3 separate regions of the Anas platyrhynchos genome follow, and all the other regions are linked to region 1. The links are chromatin contacts, called in public Hi-C maps. All regions are on one chromosome and are shown on one strand. Each heading gives the region's core, a stretch centred on a gene start, on an enhancer-like site or on the middle of the called end of the contact. The rest is flanking DNA. Distances are from core to core; before and after follow the strand shown. Region 1 has its middle 140 kb from the start of SGK1. Region 2 has its middle 110 kb from the start of ALDH8A1. Region 3 holds the start of SGK1 (serum/glucocorticoid regulated kinase 1).

Evidence for each region. A called contact is a pair of places that touch in the nucleus more often than the background predicts.
Region 2: a contact with region 1 is called in a Hi-C map of subcutaneous adipose tissue, with 2.3 times the contacts expected there. The contact joins two enhancer-like sites. A contact is called at or near these places in 2 of 8 Hi-C or Micro-C datasets (skeletal muscle and subcutaneous adipose tissue).
Region 3: a Hi-C map of skeletal muscle shows a contact between it and region 1, with 5 times the contacts expected there. The contact joins the promoter of SGK1 here to the enhancer-like site in region 1. A contact is called at or near these places in 4 of 8 Hi-C or Micro-C datasets (F5 follicle, skeletal muscle and small yellow follicle).

What each region holds. Positions count from the first base shown.
Region 1 is chr3:61,685,118-61,690,096 of IASCAAS_PekinDuck_T2T, forward strand. No RefSeq gene overlaps it. Among named protein-coding and RNA genes, the nearest start is that of SGK1, 140 kb to the right of the region's middle. Within about 2 kb of position 2,619, at least 3 of the 8 cell types and tissues checked have an H3K27ac peak or open chromatin away from gene starts, as enhancers often do. A contact at or near this core is called in subcutaneous adipose tissue, where this site is marked.
Region 2 is chr3:61,532,393-61,537,371 of IASCAAS_PekinDuck_T2T, forward strand. No RefSeq gene overlaps it. Among named protein-coding and RNA genes, the nearest start is that of ALDH8A1, 110 kb to the left of the region's middle. Within about 2 kb of position 2,894, at least 3 of the 8 cell types and tissues checked have an H3K27ac peak or open chromatin away from gene starts, as enhancers often do. A contact at or near this core is called in subcutaneous adipose tissue, where this site is marked.
Region 3 is chr3:61,823,823-61,828,801 of IASCAAS_PekinDuck_T2T, forward strand. It overlaps SGK1 (serum/glucocorticoid regulated kinase 1), which reads left to right and starts at 1,959. Exons shown (of 12, transcript XM_038176238.2): 1 at 1,959-2,118; 2 at 3,471-3,546; 3 at 3,981-4,056; 4 at 4,507-4,611. The coding sequence starts at 2,085.

The DNA of each region.
Region 1 (4,979 bases), core at 1,369-3,868:
TCCCATGTGCCTGGTGACAGGACGAGGGGGAATGGGCTAAAGTTACGCCAGGGGAGTTTTAGGTTAGATGTTAGGAAGAATTTCTTTACTGAAAGGGTTGTTAGGCACTGGAACGGGCTGCCCAGGGAGGTGGTGGAGTCACCATCCCTGGAAGTCTTCAAAAGACGTTTAGATGTAGAGCTTAGGGATATGGTTTAGTGGGGACTGTTAGTGTTAGGTTAGAGGTTGGACTCGATGATCTTGAGGTCTCTTCCAACCTAGAAATTCTGTGATTCTGTGATTCTGTGATTATACAAGGAAATGGAAGGGAAGGGAAGGGAAGGGAAGGGAAGGGAAGGGAAGGGAAGGGAAGGGAAGGGAAGGGAAGGGAAGGGAAGGGAAGGGAAGGGAAGGGAAGGGAAGGGAAGGGAAGGGAAGGGAAGGGAAGGGAAGGGAAGGGAAGGGAAGGGAAGGGAAGGGAAGGGAAGGGAAGGGAAGGGAAGGGAAGCTGCAGTTTCTAAAATCTGTTTGTTTTTCTACATTTTTATTTGACATTGAAAAAAAGCATGTCCCTATTACTTGAAAGTCTTCCAGTCATGGGAACATCAGTTCTGTAACAGGAATTTTGGTCAAAATCACAGTAAATATTTCCTGCTGTGGTCTGCCACATAAAAGTAATAATGCATCCATCAGGCAAACTTACAATAATCTGCAACACACTGTGCTCCATAGTTCTTGGAACAAATAAGGTGTAAGTGTATTTGCAATGCTGAGTTCAAGCCTCTGTTTGCTTCTAATTTTCTAATGAATCTGAGGAATATTTTCCTAGTTCAACTTGGGGATTTTCCATTCATTGATGAAATCTGGGTCATGGCACAAATGTGTTCAGTGGTTGGACTTGTTTTATTGTTTCATGTTATGCTGCCTCCGGGGCTCACCTGTACTAACCTCAGCCATGACTAGGAATTAAGTTCAAAAAACACATGGAGGGGAGACAGAGTTCAGCTGTCTCACTTCTTCACAGGAAAGTGAAGAAATGTTTCCTACCCAGTCCAGAAATTCTCCTCCTTTTTCAGGAAAGGGAGAGAGAGAATGAGTTGTACTGTTCCCCAGAACAGGAGTGCCCATCCAGTTTGTTGGTTTTGTTTGTTTGTATGTGTCAGCACCCTCACTTATTACAGGCAACTTCTTTATACACAGCAGCTCCCTTCTCTCCTGACGAGATATCACCTGATGAGTATATTATTGAGTCCCCTACCTCTCTTTTATGTTTTTTGTCCACTATGTTTCCTAGCTTTTATTGCTCAAGGAGCATGAGTAAAGATAATGCCCTCCTTTTGACTTGGAAAAATTGAATTGTCCCGTGGTGAATGCAAAAGTTGCAACACTGCAGAGGTTACTTACCCTTCTGGCATCCGGTGGGGCCAAGACAGCATGGCAGGGGCTGAGCGGAGGTAAAGGGAAAAAAAGGGGGGGAAACATGGAAGGTTTATGCTACCAAAACACCTGTTCACATTGAGGACATCTAGCCACCACAGACAGCTGTAATTCTATTCCTTCATTGGCATTACGCCATTTAAATTTAGCTGCATGTTTTCCTGAGTAAGAGAGTTCCCTGTTCATAATGTTCATAAATGCATCTTGTGAATTTTTTGGTAAAATTAAATGATAGGAAGTATGCTTTAGCTTTCAGCTGACATAAAGGCTGCCATTGCCAGTAAACACAAAGTCTGATTCATGGTCATTCACAAGCAGAAACAAGGCAAATTAAGAGCATACAGTTGCAAACAAGAGGATTGGTATCTCATTCCATACGATTAGCTTTTTTCTCTGTTGCCTGTACATCCTCAGAGTTTATGGTCCAAAAGATAATTAAATGCTTACGATGCAGCCTGGTCATTAGAACTGTGTTTAAGATGTAATTTTGCTAGTTATACACAGCTCTGCTGTACATAACCTCTAAGTTGTTTTTGCAGCTCTTCTAGGTAGGTATGTGTTTTCTGACTGCTCATTTGGCCATGCAGTAAATTCAGCTTTTATTGTGATGGTTCATCTGTGGTGTGGATTTTTGGCAGTATGAGAATTACATAAGCGGTTGTTTTTTCCATTGCTGAAACACAAATGGTGTGGCAGCTCTTACCTGCTGAGGCATCTGAGCCAGTTAGGTATACATATCTCATGAGCAGCAGTTCTTAGATAAGTAAAATAAAATAAAATAGTAAAATGAAAAAAGAGTAAGGAAAGAAGTCACTGCTTTTGTGATGACATTTGCTTTGACTGATCATCAGGATTTAAACCCATGACTGTCAGTGTCATAACAGAGATTACTTAAGCAGTGCCATTAGTTAGTGGCAGAAGGAGGGTGTTACACTATAGGAAGACTGACAAGGAACATGTGTATTTTATACACAGATTATTGGGATATCCTGAAAACACACTGACAGTTTCATTAGAGTGTTGTTTTATGTTTATATAATGGCAGTTTTAATGTATCTTGGGGTTGAGGGGAAAAAGGAAGAATGAGGTGTTTCCCTAAGAGGGAATAAGGTTTCTTTTTTCCTCATATGGTGCCGTTGCTAGAGGAAAAGTGTCTGGCAGGAAGTAATCCTGGACAGACTCCGAGGGAAAGTCAGCATTACGCAAGACTTGCAGGGAATGTGGAATTCCCACAAGAGCAGCATCCAGGCGCCCTCCCATACCAATGGCTGACTGTGATCCTCTGGTCTTTATAATGACTCAGGCAAAGACAAGCATGCAGATACTCCAAAAAAAGAACACGAAAGTGCAGAGAGGTATCACCCCTTTTCCCTCAAGCTGGGCTAGTAAGACTTTCTGCAATTGCAGACTGTGGGCATCAAAGAAATATACCGAATCCTGCTGCCAAATGTTGGCACTGTTTATATAAATTCCCTTTAGCAATTGACTTCTAGTGCTGTGGAGTCCCAGGAGATTTTTTTTTACATGGAGATTTATGGCACAAGGAATGGAGATGAAGCAGAAATTGTTTTCTACCTCGGTTATCATTAATGAACAAAGGTACCGTAATGCATCCTCTGATAAAGGCTTTTTTGGCCAGAGCAGGGCTCAAAAGGGAAGCAAAGAATGCGCAGCTGTTAGGTACATTGCTGCTCTGTGCACAGCAGGGATTGAATTGAAGGAAATACACAACCTAGCCAGCCTGTGATAACAGCTTCCACCTAATCCCCAGCCAACCATCCCCAAACTCCAAGCCCTCACTGGGGATTTTGGAAGCAGACTGATAGGTTTGCAGGATCCATCTTACATTTCTGAACATTTCAGGGGGATTCATCTGTTATCCCCCAAGAAGGCTCTTTAGTGGCCTAACGGTCTGTTCCCAAAGAAAAAACAGTGTATGTGTCAGAGAATTGTACCTGCAATAAAGGGTATTAAAACTGGAAACTACAGGCAAATATGTCAATTGAAAGCTCTCAAGAAGAGTTCAGAAACCACAGCAGCTGATGCAAAATGCAGAACAACACAGCTATATAAAGAAGAAAGCTGGCTGATATAATTGCCAGAAAGCCGTTCTTATTGATGGAGTCTGCCAACAACAGGTGATGTAAGAGCTGGCAATGAACGAAGCTGTGGATGTGAATATGGTGTCTGGCAAGATTTCTTGAGAGATGTTTTTGCAGCATAGCAGTTGGAGACTTTCAGAACTCCATTACAAAGAGATACCTGAGGATAAACCTGGGCAGTTTGACTCCTATGGTCAACAGGAAACATCTCCATCATGGTTTGTTCCTGTGTTCTGCACATCTGGGTTGGGCTGGATTGAACATTTCATGTGCAGTGAACCAAGTCACCAGATTCTACCCCTGACCCCTCAGTTTGCCCCATCTCTCTGCCAGTGTCCCACAGCAAGGTAGCAAAAGGTGGCATGATGTAAGGCAGGGAAAACAAAGTGTGCCTGTGCCTCAAGCAATCTCCATGCATGGCCAGTCATGTAAGCACAAATACTCCGTCATCAGTGCTATGAACTGTAGCAGCTGCAGGGTACATCACCTGCTGCGATCCCTGCTGTGACCCGGAGGAGCTGCTCAGAGAGCAGGAGGTATCACATCATGGCTGATGTAGCCTGCCCCGGTGCCACCAGAGCGCCTGTGGACACCATTAACCCAGCTGTGTCACCTGTGGCTAGGGTGAGAGCATTGCACCTTGACTCACTTGTGCTTTAGGCCTCCACCATCCAGAGTCATGTGAACCTCTGCCCTGTGCAGACTTCATCCCTTTCTGTTGCCTGAAATGCTGGGGCTGCAGTTTCTCTGCCAGCTCCCTGCTCAGACCAGCATATCTACATCCGACTGGGAGGGCCTGTTGTCATCCTTTCCCCTCATTGGCATGCCCCATATCTTGCTTGCTGTTTGGCAGCTCTGCTGGCTCTTCTGGCAGCCTTGCTTGCGAACAGTGCCGGGCAAGGCCTGCAATCTCCAGCAGCCCCAAGCAGCGTAAGCAGGACCTGGCTGCAGCTGAGTGAACTGCCCAAAGTGCCCTGGTGGGGGTTGCGGGGCTGCAAGTGGTGCAGGGGCACCTCTCAGTCAGCTGCTCTGAGCTTCGTCACCTGAGTTGCTTGGGAGGAGTGACAGGGATGGCACCAAACAGCAGTTCAGGGACTGGCAGCCTGCTTTTCTGGAAATTGGGTGTTTGCTCTCAGCAGGGTAATCCTGGCCTTATTTCCCAGCCAAATGAGAAAGGAAATCAATATTTAGAAGTTTAATGGGGAATTAGAAAATGTCTCCAGAGTTAAATGAACTAAAGGATAAGGTGTCTCAGTCAGTGAGTGAGGCAGTGTATCCTTAAACTAGAGTTTAATGCCTAAGAACCTGCTGGGTTGTATGAAATGAGAATTTGGTTTGACCCTGTTTTGAGAAAGCACATTCACATACTGATAAATAGCAAAACCAAACTAATGTACATTACTTGGCTAATGCAGCAGATAAACCAGACGGATATCCAGTGTGCAGCCATCCAAATGGCAG
Region 2 (4,979 bases), core at 1,644-4,143, 150 kb before region 1:
TTAGGACATATTTCAGCTGGCTAGGACCCATACATGATATATAGGCCAGATCTGGCTCCAAAGGACTTTCAGTGTTGATCAGTAAGACAGATGAAGGAGAAGAGGAAGAGAGAGGCAGTGTGACTTGCCCAAATATTAAGTCAAAAAGTCAGTGACAGAAAATGGAAAAATACTTTTATTTTCTTTGTTTTATATTTGTATTCTGATGAATATACTACAAAATCAAGCTGGATTGCTTTGTGATAAAGGAATAACCATCAGAGGTATGAGGTTAAGCATTGGACTTCATGTAACAGCTGCATTTCATCCCACTTTTAAAACAAAAATTAATGTCTCCAGCACAGCCTGAGGTGAATAACATTGTTACTGTGTACCAGGTGGTAAACCTGAAACAAAGTGAAGGTAAGAAAAAGAAAAATTGTCCATGTTTGCATAAAAACAGCTTTCCTGCCTCCTGTTTCACTTTTCTTGACAAGAGATCACACACCATTCATTGCCTGGCAATACACCATAAAAGAATTAAAAACAAACCAAACCACCACTGACAACAAAATCAAACTCTTTATAAATTTTTTTAGAAGATGAAACTATTAAGAAGAAGAGATAGGTCAGTTTCATAGCTGAAGACTGGACTGGATCAAATCACATAAAGCATTATTTTGTGTAGATTGTATACTGCTTAGCTGGTCATATCTTTCCTACCATTTAAGACATATGTATTTTGAAAGGGCTATTTTAGGCTCCAAAATCTATGCCTTGCCTTTACTCTGGCTTTTATATCCTGTGTGAGAGAGAGAAGAGAGAGAGATTAGTTTTTTAATTGTAAGGAAAACATCCTTTAGGGATTAGCCTAAACCATTTCTTTTCTCACAACCACTGAGAGAGGGCATTTCAGATGACATACAGTGACATTCCTAATACAGCTTTTGCTGGTCTAACATTTCATCTGTTCTGCTCCCAAGCAAGACTAATATTCTGACCAAAGTAGAACACACCTGAATCACAATGCAGATGATGGAATGAACTGAGAGTCTGGCTAAACACTGAAATAGTGTGGAATGGGGAAGGTTTTTGTATAAGCTCTAAGAGAAAAAGAACATCTTTTGCTGCTATGTATCATATTTTTGCTGATAGTTTACCATGGTTGTTTGTAGGCAAGGCCAGTAGCTTGGACTCTATACTCTTCTCTTGGCTAAAATGTATAGAGGGCAATTATGGCCACAAAGTGGTATCTCTACCTTGGCATAATGCTGCCTTCAGCTCAACAAAAGCTTCATCTCAAAAGGTTTTACTTGCTTGGGCACAAGATTGGCGTGATGTGTGGATACTGTTTCCAGTCTATGTGTCTGCTCTGTGTCTTTACAAGGTACTTCACTTTTCACTGCATGACATTAAGCTGTGGTAGTAACTCCTCTGGGCACATGCAATTGCTTGTCATGTCCATGTGACCCCCCTTTACACACATATCTGTTCTTCCCTGAGTTACCTCATTTCAAATATCAATGTTGCAGCAGCATAGTGGGTTCCCTGACTTGGAAAATGAAAATTTCAACCATTGAACAGCATGATTGGTCTTATTTTGCTTGAGCTGACTTGCCATTAAAAGTGTAATAGGGAGTACTTGGTTTCTCTGCAAAGGTTGACTTCTCTTCTATTTGTGGGTCAGAAAATTGATTATATATGAGTATAACAAAAATGCATTGTGGAAACTTGCACACTAGCCCTATACCTGCTGTTATTCTTTCATTCTTTGGTCATTCTTTGCTTTACTTAACACAGCATATTTTGGTTATCCTTTCCTACACATAAGGGCACAAAAGTACTGCACTGCGTGTGCTAGTTCCAGTTATAGATACAGTGGAATGACAGAGAGGAGGTGGAAAAGTAACTCTTACTTTAGTTACTTCTGTTCATATGGAGACCATGTGTGGATTAAGAGATTCTTTATATCAAAATCAATGTGTATGATAGGAGCAAAATTTAAAAAATGATGGGAAATTTGAAATCAAGGTAGAACTAGCCTGCTTATAGTCTTTGTTTCATGGAAAGTCAAGACTATCATGAAGCTGACTTCAATGCAGTAAACTTTTTACCCTTTGTATATGAGTTACAGTAAGCCCCACTGCCAAGATGTCTGCTCACCTTTAAGGACCTAAGTTGTCTGACTGACATGGAGTATTTGTGCAGCTGAAGCTGAATGTATTCTTAAGGCTTTGCTAAACCACAGCTGTACTAGGTGATCTGTTCACAGTGTAAGAATGTCGTTTTCTGGCTTAGGACTTAGGCACTCGCCCAGAAGTTGTCTGTCAGGATCCAAGTTCTGCTTAGTTTTATACATGATTGCATTGTGCTTACCTGGGTAGCTCCTGTCCTTTCCTTCTGTTCAATTAGGTGTTTGTTTTGTTTTGTTTTGTTTTGCTTTGCTTTGTTTTTCACAGTTCCATCACAGCTTGCTGCTCCCTTAGTTGGGCAACTACAACTGTTTATGAAACTGTGTGAGAAACCAGATCACTGAAATGACTCAGAAGAAAAGTAACACTCCAGAATAAGGGCTTCTTCATGTCTATGGCATTTTTCCCTGTGAAGCCCACAAAGCTCTTTAAAAGCCACTGATAAAATTACAAAAAATATTCAATTTTTTCTTTAAAAGCTGATTGCATATAGAACTGTTTCTAAGCCTTCATAGAGGACTACACCTACACTGGAGTAAGAAGTATTTGTAATCGTGCTCCAAAGATGACAGCTATCTTGAGGATGAATTTGACACATTCACTTTAAGAGAGAAAGTTTTTGTTCCGTTTCTTCTTATGCTTTAAGAACACCTCTGCAGGCAACCAAGAGAGATGGGCGGTATATTGAAGTTCCGTGGCTTTTCTGGCCTGCATTTCTTTCTTCCAACTATAGAAGGCACTCTTACACCGCTGTCTGAGGTTTGGTGGAGCTATTGTTAGAACTGAACTCCCGGACCAATAATTTTTGAACTGCTGGTTTTGACAGAATAAAACAGTAAATGGTCCTACCCCAGGATATAACACATATAAGAAAACACATTGATCTCTATTTCTGCAAAGATAAATGAAGTTATTTACATGCTGGGGAAAGAAAAAGTCTTTTGGGACATACCATGGTATGTTGTGAGTAGCTATAAACCATATAGTACGTCTTCAACAGATTGGTCTGATAATTTCAGTTTTATACAAGTGTTTCTCAAAGACAAATCCACCTTTCCAAAGCATAACTTGTAAGTATAGGTGTCTCGGAGTAGATTTTTTTATTGTATAATTTTGAGTTCAAATAGGTTCAAATAGGCTGGCTTTTGAACTGTACAAATTACTTACTTGTACTGCTTTGAGTTGTCTGAAAGCATCTGTTTTGATAAGCAAATAAAAAAGCAATGAATAATATATATGCATATGCATGTGTATATTTATGTATGTATATACTGAAATGTAACTTTTCCTTATCCACTGTTATGAAATCAGTAAGAGAAAATAAGTGGGTAGAAATAGTTTTGACTAGTGACACATCTTGTTTTGCTTCAGTGTTATGTGATTTGGAAAGGCAGGTGGAAGACACCTCATGCTCTGCTTCTTGCTCCCCTGGGACACACGCTGAATATCTCTCAAGGACAGGACAGATCCTTTAGCTAGATCACACCACTGGAAAGTGAACTTAGGGGCTGAGTAAAGATCTTTTCTTCTTAAAGCAGAAAGACCATCCATCCTTCCATCCATCCATCCCTTGACGTGAGGCTTTCCCATCACAGAAAACCACCCTCTAGCAGGGAATAGGGTCAAAATTAGTTCCCCAACTTGAGGGGGGAGGAACTGGGTGAAGGTAAGACCATATCTAGTATACCATCCATGTGAAAGAAAAAGCTGAACATCTGTGTGACTTGGCAGAGAGAACAGCTATGAACAGAAAAGCCCACTGGTGGGCTGTATCGTTGAACACCATCAAAAGCTGGCAGATAAGTAATGGAAAATGAATTAAATGTCATTCTGCCTTTCCATAGCTTGTCATTATGTTTTTTTCATCAGAGAGATTAGACAAGTTTAGCATGTTTTGGCACTACTCCACGATTGCTTGATAATTACAGGTACATGCTCAGGTATACTAGTCTTTTCTGGCTTAATTTCCTAATTCTTTAGGAAAATAAGAAGCTAATGTACAGACCTGAATTTTGGAACTTATCAAGTATACACACCCCTTTGGACCATCAAATCTTTTTATATGTATTGTGAGTCTTTGAAAAGAAAGTGACACATAAGGTAATTAACAGTTGAACAAAAGATATTCAAAGGGAAGCTGCTTGTGAAATGAATACAGATCTATCTAAATGAGGAGAGGAACAATATGAGAGAACAAAACAAATGCAATCTACCACAGAAAGCTAGTGTTGTTATTATGCCAATGAGAAACATCACAAAGGACTACTCGTGCGCTACTCTTCTGATAAGATACTGAACTAAATCTAAATGGACCTCATTCCTTCTGCGCTACTGCAGTAGAGAGGCAGTTTTATGGTATAGTGATTTATTTATTTATTTATTTTCACAGTGTTTTAAAGTGCAGAAACAATAAAAAGGGGTATAACCTCTTGTACTGTAACAAAGCTATTGAGTACAACATATAAAGCAAGAAACCCAAACATGTTTATAATTCTTCACCTGAATCCAAGGTCTGGAATTATCACAGAAAAGGCACAGCATCATGAGATTCATAACAGCATTTGCAAAGCTTGGTCACACCAGGTCATGTGAAGTTGTGATCTTGTCACATAGATCAGTGGCTGCTGAGGGCAGGGGAAGCTGCTGGTGTATCAGGATTATAAACTTTCTATTCTACTAAAAAGGTTTTTAAAAGCTTACAGTGAAATCTGAAGAAATATGATGATTGGATCACACGTTTTCCTAAGAATGTAAGAATTTCTGTTTTGTACTTAACTTCAACCTACATTCCAACAGTACTCTGATGAT
Region 3 (4,979 bases), core at 709-3,208, 140 kb after region 1:
CACAAATTATGATTACCATGCAGGCTGTGGGAGCCTTTCACCTTCCTGAAGGGCAAGAGGGGAAAGTTTCTGTGCACCCAGCAAGCACTGCCAGGCAGGACTAACACCCGTCCCCTGCAGATGAAGAATCCCCCCAAACAGCAAGTCTTGAGGGAGACAAATTTCCACAGGCCAGCAGCTGCTGAAAGTGTTTCAAACAGCATAGGCCCACGCTGGTAATGTGCCTGTTTGTTGAAGATGAACTGAATCACATCCCTATAGGACCCTAAGGTTACCCATACCTGCCTCATACAGGCAAGCCAGCCCACTCTGCCCTTATGCCTGCATCGCCTAAGGGTCTGTCAGTCTGTGTCTTTCTGCATTTCTCACCTCCCCACAGCAGGACCCTGGTCTGAATGCTGGCACGGTGAGGAGGCTGATGAGAGCCTGCTCACCTGGTGCTACTTTTACGTGGAACCGAGCCATTTGGCAGCGTCACGCTTCATATTACATTACAAAATCCAATCGTCTCTCTCTCTTCTTTTCTTCTTACCAGCAAGCAGCAGGTCCTGGGGCTTTGTGAGTTGGTTAAATTCTGTGAGCACAGACCCAGCACCATGCCACTCAGACAGGTAATATCAGAACGAATGCCTCAGCCCCAGGTCCATGTAGCTCAGCATACGGGGTTCCCAGCACCAGCTAACAGTCCCCTGCTAAGGCTGACAGCAGGAACAGGCAACTGGTCAGTGATTCGCCCCCAAAACACCCCTGGCTTCCGGGCGTTCGTTCGCGGTTGAGGAACATTCTGGGTCAGGCACACTGCCTTTGTACTCCACTGCCCTCAAGTATTCTTTTGTCATTCATTCACCCAGCCATTACCCAACCCACCCACACTTCGGTGTGCGCACATCCTGCAGCGAGCTGTTCCGCAACTGTTCCTACTGCCGGTGTGGAGTCTCCGTTTACTTTTGCATTTTGCATGTCCACCTTTTACTTTATTCATTTGTCTTTGAAAAAGCATAAATTTTTTATTTGGAAATTTTAGAAGCTCGGGACAATTTGTCAGAATTGTAATCTCGGGGCGAAACGTAATGGGAGTGAGAAATATTATTGCAATTATTTTCGCTCTTCTCTTGCCTTTACTTATCAGCGCCTATACAAACTCCCGATGCAAACCCTTGCAGTTTGGCGACCTTTGCACAATGCCCGACCCTTTTCCAGAACAGCCGGCCCTCGAGTAACGGGATGCCTCTTGGCCACCTTTCCTTTGCTTGAGCTCCGTCTTCCGTTCCAACTGCAGCCATCACCGTCAGGAAAAGCTTTAAAACGCGATTTTGGGGGCTTGCTAAGCGCATCCCGGGCTCCTGAGACCCGGCTTTGGCAGCTGACAACCTCCCACCGCACCGAGCCGCCGAGTACCCGGTGCGGAGGCGGACAAGTGCGTGTGTGTAGGGGGGGCGAACCGACGGCCGGACAGACGGACGGACGGCCGGACAGCGGTGTCCCGAGCCGGGCGGCGGCCGGGGGGGCGCCGCCGGGGCGCTGCCGGCGGAAGGCGCTGGGGGCCGTGCCCGGCCCGGCGCTATCCGGCCGGCGGGGAAGCGCTGCCGGCAGCCGCGGCTCGGCGCCCGGGGGCGGGAGCGGACCCGGGGCCGCCTCCTCCGCCCGCCTTGGCTCGGGGCCCGGCCGGGGAAAGGAGGGGAACGGGGATGGGGACGGGGACCGGGGGGGGGGTCCCGGTGCGCGGCGGCTCGCAGCGGGTGCGGGCAGCGCCTCCTGGCGCCGCCGCGGGGCCGGGGCGGGTGTCGGAGGGCAGGGCAGGGCCGGCCCCCCCGCGGCGGGGTGTGCGCGGCTGCCGCTGATGACAGTAATTTTGAGGGCGATGTTGCAACGGGGCAGAGTGTGCGGGGCGGCCCGTGTCCGCGTTTATAACGCTCCCGGAGCGCCCTCGGCACCGCGATCCTAAGCGGGGCAGCGGCAGCGGCGCCCGGCCCCTCCGCCCCCCCCTCCCACCCCCGCCGCCTCCCCCTGCCCCCGGGCCGGGCACTCGGCCGGCCTCAGCCCGCCCCCGGCTGCTGAGCGCAGAGCACGGCCCCGCGGCGGAGATGAGGGGCAAGGAGGAGAAGTCGTCGCTCAAAGGTGACGGGGGGCACCGGGGGACACGGGGGGGAGGAGGGGGCGTGAGGGGCGCCGCGACCCGCGGCAGGTTGTGCGGGGCACCGGGGGCTGTGGCAGAGCCTGGGGTTTCTTTTTTTTTTTCGCCTTTCTTTTCTCTTTTCTCTCTTCAATTTCTGCCTCCGCTGATAGCGGCGGTTTTGGCGACAGGCGCGAGGAAAGCGACAAGTGGGAGCAGGCAGAGCCCCAGCAGCCGCTCCCCTCGCCCCTGCCCTTCCCGGCGCCGCTGCGCCCGCACTGGGGCGCCAGGGATCCCCCCCCCCCCATCTCCCGGAGGGACCCCGACCCCTTTCCCTCCTTCTTCCAGCGCTGTAAGGCGCTTTTGGAGACCTGCGCCCACCTCGCTGGGTGCCCCTGCTGCTGTCACCCCCCGAGGTGCGGCCGGCTGCCAAGGGATGCTGCCCAGCGGCAGGCTGGTGTTGGGCACGGGGGGGCACGGCAGCGGTGCCCCACGCACCGTGATCCCGAGTGGTCGTGGATAGGGAAAGCAAAAGGGAAAGCAATTTCTCCCCTCCTTCCCCTTTTTTTTCTTTTTTCTTTTTTTTTTTTTTTTTTGATGTTTGCACTGGTGCACTTGTCATCTCCCCACCACTTCCAGCAGCAGACCTCTCAGCCCTTTCCTCCCCCCGCCTCCAAGTTCAGCGAACCGGGATTTATTTATTTATTTTCCCTTACGTTTTCCCCTTTTTTGGCATTAAAGAAAAAAAAATTTTTTTTTTTTGGTTCGCTTTTGTGCTTTTGTTTGTTTTCCTTTTCCCTTTCGGTAACGGCCCGGCCGGGATCAGGGCAGCGCACAGAAGGGACATTTGTTTGTTTTAATGCAAACCGGGCAGGAAATCTTGTTCTCCGGAGCGGGGAGCGGGGAGGGGGGGGAATCAGTCTCCCGGGGCCGGCAGCGGGGCGGCGCCGTTCATCCCCCCCCCGACGGCCCCGGAGGCGGCCCCCCGGGGGGGGGGGGACGATCGGCGCCGCCCCTCTCCGGTCCCGCCCCGCTCCGCCGCCACTTAAGCGCTGTCGGGGGCCGCTCCGGGGCAGTGCGGTGCTGGTCGCAGTCGGCTCCTTGTCCCGGCATCTTTTCCCCTTCCAAGCCCAGAGCAATGACAGTGAAGGCAGCCGAGGCGTCGGGTCCCACCTTGACCTACGCCAAGATGAGGGGCATGGTGGCCATCCTCATCGGTGAGGCGGGCAGCGGGGATGCTGCTGGGTGGTGTACTTTTTTTTTTTTTTTTTTAACAAGACAGGCAGATGGCTTCGCGATTTTTTTTTATTTTTTTTTTTTTAAATTTTTTTAACACTCCTGTCCTTTTATTTTTTAGCTTTCATGAAGCAGAGAAGAATGGGGCTGAATGATTTCATTCAGAAGATAGCCACCAACTCCTATGCATGCAAACAGTAAGTATCAGACACTTCGGCCGGGTTTCAGTAATAAATACCATTACGTTTTATGAGACCGAGGAAAAATTGTTTACTCTAATGCCTCTGGCATGACTGTTACTGAAAAGTTAATTGCTCTTCCTGAGGTATTATTACTCACCTTGCACCAGTTCTTCATGAGCTGGGTTTGGGCGAGATGAGTCGGATGGGATTTCTAGAGCCCTGTCCCTGTTTTGATTTGTACTTACGGCACAAAGACATTTCTTTTTATGGCCGATTTTACTTTCTCTAGATGGATTTTATTTCTCAAGCCGAATAGGTTGTTTCAGTTGCTTTCTTTAACAGTCCAAGCCAAAACTGAACTCTCACCAGCGCGGTACTTGCTTGCCCTCTGGCGGAAAGATCTGCCTGACACTTACGGTGACTGATTATGCATGCTTTTCTCCTTACAGCCCTGAAGTTCAGTCTATTCTGAAAATCTCCCAGCCTCAAGAGCCTGAACTTATGAACGCTAATCCTTCTCCTCCGGTAAGCAGATTTAATGCTCTGTGAAGCATTTTTAGAACATCAACTGAGCTGGTAATAGAAGCGTAGCAAAATTAGCATCACGAGTGTAACTTCAGTTTGTAGCACTGATGTAGCTGGGAAAAAGAGTAATTAAGTTAGACTGAAACATTTTCCTAAAGCGGAGAAGAAGATTTTAAAAATAAAGCTTATTAGTTGGAACTTCACTGTGGAATGTAGCTAAGACCTCAAAGAATTCTTAAGTAAACCACTGCTGTTACACTTCTGTTGCGTAGTACCAAATAGTTTAACTTAATGGCAGATGTCTAGATTTCTTTTTTTAGTGATAAGGACAGGGCTGATCCTCTCTTTTGTGATCACTTTATCTATCCTTTAAAAAAAGAGAAGCACTGTTGAGCCTCTCACCGCCAAGCTGTTTTAATAAAAGTGGTTTCTATGTGTTTATTTTTCTAGCCCAGTCCTTCGCAGCAGATCAATCTTGGTCCGTCATCCAACCCACATGCCAAACCATCAGACTTCCATTTCTTAAAAGTGATTGGAAAAGGCAGTTTTGGGAAGGTAAGCTCAACTTCTTTTTACTGTGATTTTGATTACTCTTTAGCTCTTCTATGTAATGTCTGAGGGTTGTGCCTGTACCGGCTTTGGGGAAAGGTGGTCAGTTAAAACAGACCTGGGCATGTGCTGCTGCCCTGTGCCTGGCCAACTGCTGAGCTGCGGGAAGCAGGAGCGGGGTGCTGCATTTAAAAGTCACAGAAGAGCAAGGGAGTGAGGAGGCAGGAGTGCTTCAGCTTGGGGGAATATACGCCTTACTCTTGGAAAGAACGCTAGCTGTAAAAGCTGGATTTGTTTATCTGTGGGAGTGGTGATAGCTTTAGGCATTGCCAGCAAAGAGCTTGCAAGGTGAACTGGAGGAGTGTAGGAGTGCT